Linked DNA regions of Mus musculus: region 1 is linked to region 2. Evidence: chromatin contacts called from public Micro-C data. All regions are on one chromosome and are shown on one strand. Each heading gives the region's core, a stretch centred on a gene start, on an enhancer-like site or on the middle of the called end of the contact. The rest is flanking DNA. Distances are from core to core; before and after follow the strand shown. Region 1 overlaps Iqce (IQ motif containing E). Region 2 overlaps Gm42808 (a long non-coding RNA gene).

Region 1 (4,585 bases), core at 51-2,550, 140 kb after region 2:
ACTTTTACACTGGCCTTCCCCCATCCCATGCTTCTAGGGCTTGAATTTAAGGTACCCATATGCTGGGCAAGTACTGTATTACTGAAGGATGGCCCACATGCTGGGCGAGAACTGCACCATTGAACTACAGCCCTCTCACTTGACACGTACCGCACCACTGAATTACATCCCCGGATCTTGGATTTTTGAGTTTCTCTATGTAGCCAGGCTTACCTGGCTCCTGCCAGTTGATCCTGCCTCAGCCTCCCAAGTGCTGGGAACGCTGGCACACGCCAGGCCTGCTGGGGATCTGCTTCTCAACCTCACGTCCCAGCGGGTGGGGCCTTGGATCCTCTATTCCTAACCTCTCCAGCTGAGCTTCAAACCCTGCAACCCTAGCTAGCTCTGGCGTGGGCAGGACCTGGGGCCCTCCTTGCCAGTTAGCTCCCAAGTGGGACCAGTTTAGCAACCCTCACCAGCTTATGAGTGGGCAGAGCCTGAGGCCCTGCGTCACCTGACCAGCTCTCAAATGGACAGGGCCAGGGTAAGGTAGGTAAGGTAGGAGGAGTAAGGGTGTCTGGGGTGGGGTAGGGTGGGGGGTATTTGGGAGAAGGGCTATGGGGGAGGGGCAGGCACAAGGCCTAGTGTTCCCAAACAGCACCTATGGGGGTAGGGCCTGACACCCTTCCTCTGCAACAGGTTTCAGGGTGGGCAGGGCTGGCAGCCTTGATCATGGCTTTATCACAATTTAAAAGTAACTAAGACACACAGGCTGGCCTTGAACTTATGATCTTCCTGCCCAAACCCCTCCAAGTGCTGAGATAACAGGCAGGTTCCCCCTCTAACTCACACAGATGGGCCCAGCACTTCAGCCCTGGATGGCCTGGGTCCAGGCACTCACTCTTTCTCCAGCAGCTGCTCCTGCAGTGCACCCAGCTCCTCTCTCAGGCTCTTCACGGTTCCTTGGAGATGCTCTTGTTCCTCACACGGGGCCACCTTGGGCAGGTCCTCTGGGGACTGGTCCCCTTTCGGCTGCTTTTGCACTGAGATGTTGGATGGGGAGCGGACCAGGGGATTCGGATTCACCAGCTCTGAAGTCGATTGCTTTGGGCTTTCTGAGGAACTCACTTTCTGGAGGCAATGGAAGTGTTTGTTAACATGACCTCTGTTTGTGAGGTGCAGGGCCAGCCAATCTTTGGTGTATGGGAGAAGCTTCACTGTGGGGGCTGAGCCAGCAGGGCCACTGCTCTGGAAAGATTCCCTTCCTAGCAGTCAAAGCCCAAAGTGGGAAAGGGCTGGCCAGGCCCAGAGGCAGGCCATGAGTCAGAGCTACCTACACTACCACAAAGGCTACCAGGGAGGTAGGCAGGCAAGGAGGATACAGACATTGGAATGTGGGAGATTTCCAACCCTGGTGATGGACCTTCAGCCAATCTAATTCTGTCTGAAAGTAACGCCTGTCTCCCCAGGCCTTGCCTAATGGCTCTAGGGATATACCTGGGTTTTCTGAATTTCCCAGTGTGCTTTATGTATAAAGTATTTCCACAACATACACTTCTTTTGCTTTCTACTTTGTCAGTATGTGACTGTATTTAACACATTCTCCCTTAGGCTTTGCACAGCTTTGCCACACAACTGGGGAACTCTGGCTCACAACTTTTTCTTTCAATACTTGGGATAGAACCCATCCTAGGCAAGCCCCTGTACCAAGTCACACCCGCAGTCCTTCAACAGCAGATTCATTCTAGGCAGATGCTCTACCACTGAGCCACACCCCAGCCCCTCTCTGGGGGATTCTAGGTAGGGCTCTACCACTGAGCCACACCCCAGCCCCTCACTGGGGGATTCTAGGTAGGGCTCTACCACTGAGCCACACCCCAGCCCCTCACTGGGGGATTCTAGGCAGGGGCTCTACCACTGAGCCACGCCCCCAGCCCCTCACTGGAGGATTCTAGGCAGGGGCTCTACCACTGAGCCACACCCCAGCCCCTCACTGGGGGATTCTAGGCAGGGGCTCTACCACTGAGCCGAAGTCTTCCCCTTACCTACAGTCTAGGTAGGAGCTGTATCTTTAGGTTACATCCCTGTTATACAATCTCAAGATCTTAACTGGATGGACAAGTTTCCCAGAATCAGTCAGTTCTGTGGGGTTGGTGTGGGGGTGGGAGATAAGGAAATGCTCGATAGCCTCCCAGGTCTCCTGGTCAGCCGTGTAGCTGAAAAGATTGCTAAGAGTGTGAGTATTATATAAAAGTCTGGGCTTTGCAGACATATGCACGCACCAGGCTAGACCACAGGCACTTCATGGTCATACATGTTCACTTGTTGCTACAAGAAGCCCAGTAATGGGTTCCTGGGCCTGGCCCTCTATAAAATGAGGGCTGTGCATGACACAATCCTGCATCTTGCCCAGACCTGCAAGGAGTGTAGTCTTTCCTGTGTGTACTTGGTAAGGTCTGCAGAGCACCCATACGTCTGTGTTGAGTGACTTATCTCATGCTGCAGCTCTGTCTCCCACTGAACCAGATAGTAGCTGCTCCCTGGCCTGGGTAGACCCTGAGTGATCAGACATTAGACCTGCACTTACCTTTTCTAGCTCTGCGATGCGTCTCAGCAGCCGGGGCTTGCTCCAGTCCCCGTAACCTAAGAGCAGTAGGATTTACAAGACAGTGTCCATGGGCTACTGTAGTAGGATCGTTCCTCTCAGGCATGGACCCACAGCCTCTCCAGGCTGCCAGACAAGCCACAGACCCCGTGGGGCAGGTGCTTGCCCTGAGGGTTCCTTATCTCATGCCGGCCAGGCCAGCTTGGACCTAACTGGGCAGATCCCTGAGCTTCTGAGAGCTCTGTCCTGGGTACTGAGATGCTGCACTATAGTGCCAGGGTCAAGTAGTGATGGGGCTCGAACTCGGGGCTCCATGCACGCTAGGTGAGCACTCTCCCAGGTGAGCCACATCTGCAGCCTGATGATTTTTCCCCATCGATAAACTCCAAACTCTAATCTCACTCTCCACTCCTGGGACCCTCAAGGCCTGGCTCTTACCCTGTCTCTCTGCCACTGCTGACTAGCTGCGTTACTAGCTGGCTCTCTTTGCCCAACTTTCTGAATGCCCCTTCGCCAGTGCCCATCTTGCAAGCTGCAGCATGGCCTGTACCTGCCTCAGAGCTCAGCACCGCACCGCGCCCTGCCCATGTCAACTCCATTCTCTCCATAGCTCAGACAAAAAGCCCTGGGTCCTAGGGCCTGGGCTGCATCTCAGCAGTAGAGCACTTCCCTAGTCAACATTAGACCCAGGGCTTCATCCCCAGTACTGCGAAACAAAGCAAGAGACCCAGAGCTTGCTCTCCTTGTGTTTCCAGGCTACTCTGGACCACTGTGGAGCATCAGTTCATTCGACTGACAATCCTTTTGCACAGCTAAGAGGCTATGTCTGCTATGAGGCTTGTGGCCTAGATCTCCCCATCTTTGAAGCGGGGGGGGGGGGGGGCTCCTTTTCTTTCACCGTGGAACGCGGCCCGTCTCCTCATGCCTCCCTCTGTGAGTGGCCCACAGGCAGATACCCTTTATTTTGGAGATGGTGGGTGAATTGCTCAGCATGCGGTCCAGGTCCTCCTTCAGGCTCTGGTTCTCCTCGGTCAGCTCCTGCACACTCCGTGTTAGGTTCAGCAGGGCACTGCTCATCTTCTTCTGCCTCTTCACACCCAGTTTCTTCTCCACCATGGGCCTGGGGGGAAGCAAGGGCCAGGCTGAGGACCATGCTTCCAGACGGACTTGGCAGCATCTCACCCAGAAACGTGTTCTGAGGTCAGAGTGGCTCTCACACACACACATACACACACACACACACACACACACACACACACACACACACACACACGAGTATTACCAATCAGAGAGGAAACTAACCCTGATCCCCAGAGGGATGAAATTAGTCTAACTCCAGCGACAGAAGCAACTCCACTCTTTTTATTTCCCTCCATTTTTTTTTTTTTTTGACTCTGGAATTTCATCTAAGGTTAGCCTTGAACTCACGATATAGCAGAGAATGACCCTGAGCCTCTGATACTTCTGCCTCTACCTCCTGAGTGCTGGGATTGTAGGTGTGCACCACCATGACCAGTTTATATAGTGCTGGGACAGAACCCAGGGTTTCCTGAATGGCAGGCAAGTGCTCTACCAACTGTCAACATCCCCAGTGCCCCCCACTTCTGAGCCTGGGTCTCCACATGTATCCCAGGTGGTCCTGGGACCCGGGATCCCCCTGCCCCCACTTCCCACACGTTGGATTGGTATGGGTGTTACCAGGCCCACCTCTACTTTTATTTTTTTATATTTTACTCTGGTGTGTAAATGTGGCTCTGGAATGGGTGGGGACATAGCTCAGTGGGTAGAATTCTTACCTAGCACTTGGGAGGTCCTAGGTTCCTTTCCCAGGAGCACCACAAATTTATTTAAATACACTCATAAATAGATAAGGCACTAAAATAAAACTGGTCCTACAACTATCCTTGGGGGGCACAAGAGACTGAACTACCAACTAAAATGCGAGCCCAGGCTCGACCTAGGCCCCCTGCACATATGTAACAGATGTGCAGCTTGGTCTTC
Region 2 (4,166 bases), core at 1,479-3,978:
CCAGGGTCAGCCAGGCTGTGGCCCTGGGGACAGCTTTGTCTCCTAAGCTGGACCTGAGCCCATGACAGGCTCTGAATGGCTGGCTGTCAGCATGGCAGAGTTCACAGAGAAGGAAGGGGCTCTTGGCTGCAGAGATGCTGGCCGGAGGGAGAAGAATTGAACAGCTTTGCGGGGTCTTCAAGGCACAAACACAGACAGGGGCATCCAGCCTGGGTCACTGACTGTCAGTGTACCCTCCACCTCCTGACACATCATGGTTCTGCCTGCCGATTCCCCACCCCCACCCCTGATTCTGCCCCTCTGTAAAGACGAAGCCTAGTGTGCTCTCAGGAGGACGTGGCCCCCATTTCCAAGTTCCGGGATGTTCTAGGCAGTTGGCCAGAGCACAATGGGTCCCTCTGGCCTCCCCTGAACTGTCAAGGTCTGGATTCTGCTCCATCCGGCCACTGGCTGTGCCCACTTCCCACTCCCTACCTCTCCCCAAGACTGGCAGGAACTCAGCTAGAGCACAGAGTGGCAACCCATCCCCAGTGGAGGGTCTCAGTGTCCTCCCCAAAATATTTGCAAAACCTCTTCATAACTCATTTATAAGAGGACAGGTTAAGAGGAAGCTGTAGAGGGGCTCAGTAGTTAAGAAAACTGGCTGCTGTTGCAGAGACTGAGGTTTAGCTCCCAGAATCCACCTGGTGGCTCACAGCCATTTCTAACTCCAGTTTCAGGGGATCTGACACTGGTCTCTGGTCTCTTTGGGCACTAGGCACACAAGGAATGCACAGACTTAGGTGTAAACAAAGCGCTCATACACATAAAATAACAATGAATAAATCTTTTTTAATTAGGGGCTTAGGATGGGACTCAGTTGGTAGAGGACCACATAAACCAGGAGCGGTGGCAGAGACAGAAAGTTTAGAAATACAAGGCCATTCCATGCTACCTATGACTGTTGATGTCAGCAAAGGCTGCTGATGTCAGCAAAGGTCCTGTCTCTGAAATGAAAGAAAAGTGGGCCAAGGAGATGGCTCAGTGAGAAACTGCTGGCTGCACAAACTTGAGGAACTGAGTTCAAATCCCCAGCAGCCACCCACAGAAAACTGGCTGTGATTCCATGCATAATCCAGCACACCCGGTGGAGGGGGGTGAAGGGACAAGAGAGACAGAGACAGGCGAATCCTTAGAAGTTTACAAGCCACCTATTCTGCTGTGTGTGCAGCAGAAAATCTGAGACCCTGTCACAAGCAAGGTGAAGGGCAAGTTCAGATACCCGAGGCTGCCCTCTGACCGTCACATGGGCCAGGATATTTATGCCCCCGTGCTCATACACAAAATTGCTCTCTCTCTCTCTCTCTCTCTCTCTCTCTCTCTCTCTCTCTCTCTCTCTCTCTCACACACACACACACACATACACACACACAAATAAAAAAAAACTCTTTCTCTAAAGTATGTATTTTTCCAATTAAAGTCACTGAAATCGTCACTGAAATATCTGAGAACGTACAGGAAACAGGCTGCCGTGATTCTGACAAAACAGACCCTGCCAGGGCTGCAGTGCGAGCCTTCCTATCTGAGGAGGTCCACACATGCATGGAGCTTGTTATGGGTTGAATTGAAAATGATATCTTTTAGGAGCCAGGGAGTCCTTCCACTACATGGGTCCCAGGGATTGAACTCAGATATTCAGGACTGGTGGCAAGCTCCTTTTCCTACTGAGCCATCTCGCTGGCCCCTACTACTACTCTTTCTCTTCCTCCCCCTCTCTTCCACTTGCCCCTCTCCACCATGTCCGTCCACCATGATGCTCTGCCCCACCACGACCCAGACACACAGAAGCAGCTTCACATGGCCTGGAAGTTTGGAAACCATAAACCAAAACACATTCTTTTTCCAGTAAGCTGAAAAATAGTTCTTGGGTCTTTTCTGGAGATGAGAGTCTAAGGAACACGGGGCCGAAACACAGAAGGAGGAGTCCCGCCCCCGTTACCTGCAAACACAACCCTTTCCCACAGTGATTCAGAGAGGCCACATGGATGCCATCTCTCTAAAGGAGCATCCTTGCATGGACCAGCCATAACTGCAGGAACATGTCACTGAGCAGAAGTGGGTGGTTGGATGGGTGTGAGGTTTGTAGGCACATTCCTTCCTGTCCCATTTGCTGAGGGCCAGCCAGTGGTACCCTGGGCTTCTGTGAGCAGTAGTGTCTTAGTTAGGGTTTTACTGCTGTGAACAGACACCTTGATCAAGGCTGGCTTACAGGTCCAGAGGTTCAGTCCATTATCATCGAGGCAGGGACATGGCAGCATCCAGGCAGGCATGGTGCAGGAGGAACTGACAATTCTACATCTTCATCTGAAGGCTGCTAGCAGAATACTGGCTTTCATGCAGGTAGGATGAGGGTCTTAAAGCTCACACCCACAGTGACACACCTACTCCAACAGGGCCACACTTCCAAATAGTGCCTCTCCCTGGGCCGAGCATATACAAACCATCACTAGTAGCTGTAGTGTTCTACGGCTTCCGGTGGAGATCTGGGGTGCTGGTTGGGACTTTCTGCCCCCCATCCCTTATCTCTATCAATCATGGAGCTAAGGGAGAAGAGGGAAGGCTTAGAATGTCACAAGCAGGGTAATACCGAAGGAGAGGGTCCTGAGAAGACTTCCAGTATCCTCTGAATACAACCAACACAAGAACAGTCCCCCTAGGGGCTATGACTCACCCCCCCTCCCCGGCTCCAATTCCTGTTGTTCTTGCCCCTGCTGCAGCCTCTCTCTGTTCCAGGCATGCACATGGAAGCCTCAGCCACACCCAGGCTCCTAATTCCAGCAGATCCCGCCTGCCTGTGAGCACTCGTGGTCCCCCAGCATCCTGGCTCCTGTCCATTGGGGTCCTGGGGAACCTCTATGGATAGCCAAATGGGCCAGGTTGATCTCAGGTCCTGTCGTGCCTTGGATACCCAGGTAAAATGGAGGCCACTTTGGTGCTGAAAAAACAGCTCCGGCCAGCAGGTGTCTGCCACTGCAGGTGATCAGTCTGATCAGATGGACAAAGGACAGAGGGGCCCAGCAGAAGAGGGATCTGGTCTCAGCATCCAGATGCACAGGGGACAACCACATCTGGCTCTGCTACAGTATGCCCCACAGGGAGTGTCCTCTCTTACACAGCCCCGCGTCTCACCACAAACTCCAGCCTTATAGAGATGCTTCTCACCCCACTTCCCGGAAGGAACAGACTCCAGGCGTGATTAATCTCTCTCTCCTGTGTAGGGATGCTTGCTTCTTGGCTTCTGGACACCCATCTGGACCACCGCAAGCAAGAAGATGCTTACTCTGCCAACGCTGCCTCTCAATTGCCGAGCTCCAGCTGAAGGAGAAGTGGGGTAAGTAAGGAGGTGTCAATACCATAGCTTGTACAAAGCAGTCTGCCCGCGCGCGAATCCGCCGGTGGTAAAGCACCCAGGAAACAACTGGCTACATAAGCCGCGCACAAGAGTGCGCCCTCTACTGGAGGGGTGAAGACACCTCATCGTTACAGGCCTGATACTGTGGCACTCCGTGAAGTCAGACGCTATAAGTCCACTGAACTTCTGATTCGCAAACTCCCCTTTTAGTGTCTGGTGCGACAAATTGCTCAGGACGTCAAAACAGATCTGCGCTTCCAGAGTGCAGCTATTGGTGCTTTGCAGGAGGCAAGTGAGGCCTATCTGGTTGGCCATTTTGAAGATACCAATGTGTGTGCTATCCATGCCAAACGTGTAACAATTATGCCAAAAGATCTCCAGCTAGCATGCCGCACACGCGGAGAACGTGCTTAAGAGTCCACTATGAGGGGAAACATTTCATTCTCAAAGTTTTTTTTTTTCTCTTTTTCCTGTTATCAGTAGTTCTGAATGCTAGATATTTTTTCCATAGGGTCAAAGGTACCTAAGTATCTGATTGCAAGTGGAACAATAGGGGACAGAATCAGGCATTGGCAGTTTCTCCACGTTCATTTGTGTGTGAATTTTTAATATAAATGCAAGATGTAAAGCATTAATGCAAACAAAATGTTTCCGTGAACACATTTCAACAGTTCAGCTATAGAACAATTATAAATAAATCTGTTAAAATCTTCTGGAAAGGGCTGGAGAGATGGCTCAGCGGTTAAGAGCACTGACTGCACTACCGGAGGTCCCG

The links. A called contact is a pair of places that touch in the nucleus more often than the background predicts.
Region 1: a contact with region 2 is called in a Micro-C map of trophoblast stem cells, with 4 times the contacts expected there. The contact joins two enhancer-like sites. A contact is called at or near these places in 1 of 39 promoter capture datasets (cancer-associated fibroblasts), 8 of 15 datasets of contacts at CTCF or cohesin (CD8 T cells, the G1E-ER4 cell line, the NIH/3T3 cell line and 4 more), 140 of 484 Hi-C or Micro-C datasets (the 3T3-L1 cell line, 3T3-L1-derived adipocytes, the AML12 cell line and 87 more), 9 of 115 datasets of contacts at active chromatin or transcription factors (bone marrow-derived dendritic cells, embryonic basal ganglia, embryonic forebrain and 6 more) and 5 of 9 other capture datasets (adipose tissue, embryonic stem cells, embryonic trunk and 2 more).

What each region holds. Positions count from the first base shown.
Region 1 is chr5:140,679,836-140,684,420 of GRCm38.p6, forward strand. It overlaps Iqce (IQ motif containing E), which reads right to left. Exons shown (of 23, transcript NM_028833.3): 12 at 3,541-3,704; 13 at 2,567-2,622; 14 at 881-1,110. Among named protein-coding and RNA genes, the nearest start is that of Iqce, 20 kb to the right of the region's middle. Within about 2 kb of position 1,301, at least 7 of the 459 cell types and tissues checked have an H3K27ac peak or open chromatin away from gene starts, as enhancers often do. A contact at or near this core is called in trophoblast stem cells, where this site is marked.
Region 2 is chr5:140,543,038-140,547,203 of GRCm38.p6, forward strand. Gm42808 (a long non-coding RNA gene) reads right to left here. Exons shown (of 3, transcript XR_001785008.2): 2 at 3,202-3,354. Among named protein-coding and RNA genes, the nearest start is that of Gm42808, 4.6 kb to the right of the region's middle. Within about 2 kb of position 2,729, at least 3 of the 459 cell types and tissues checked have an H3K27ac peak or open chromatin away from gene starts, as enhancers often do. A contact at or near this core is called in trophoblast stem cells, where this site is marked.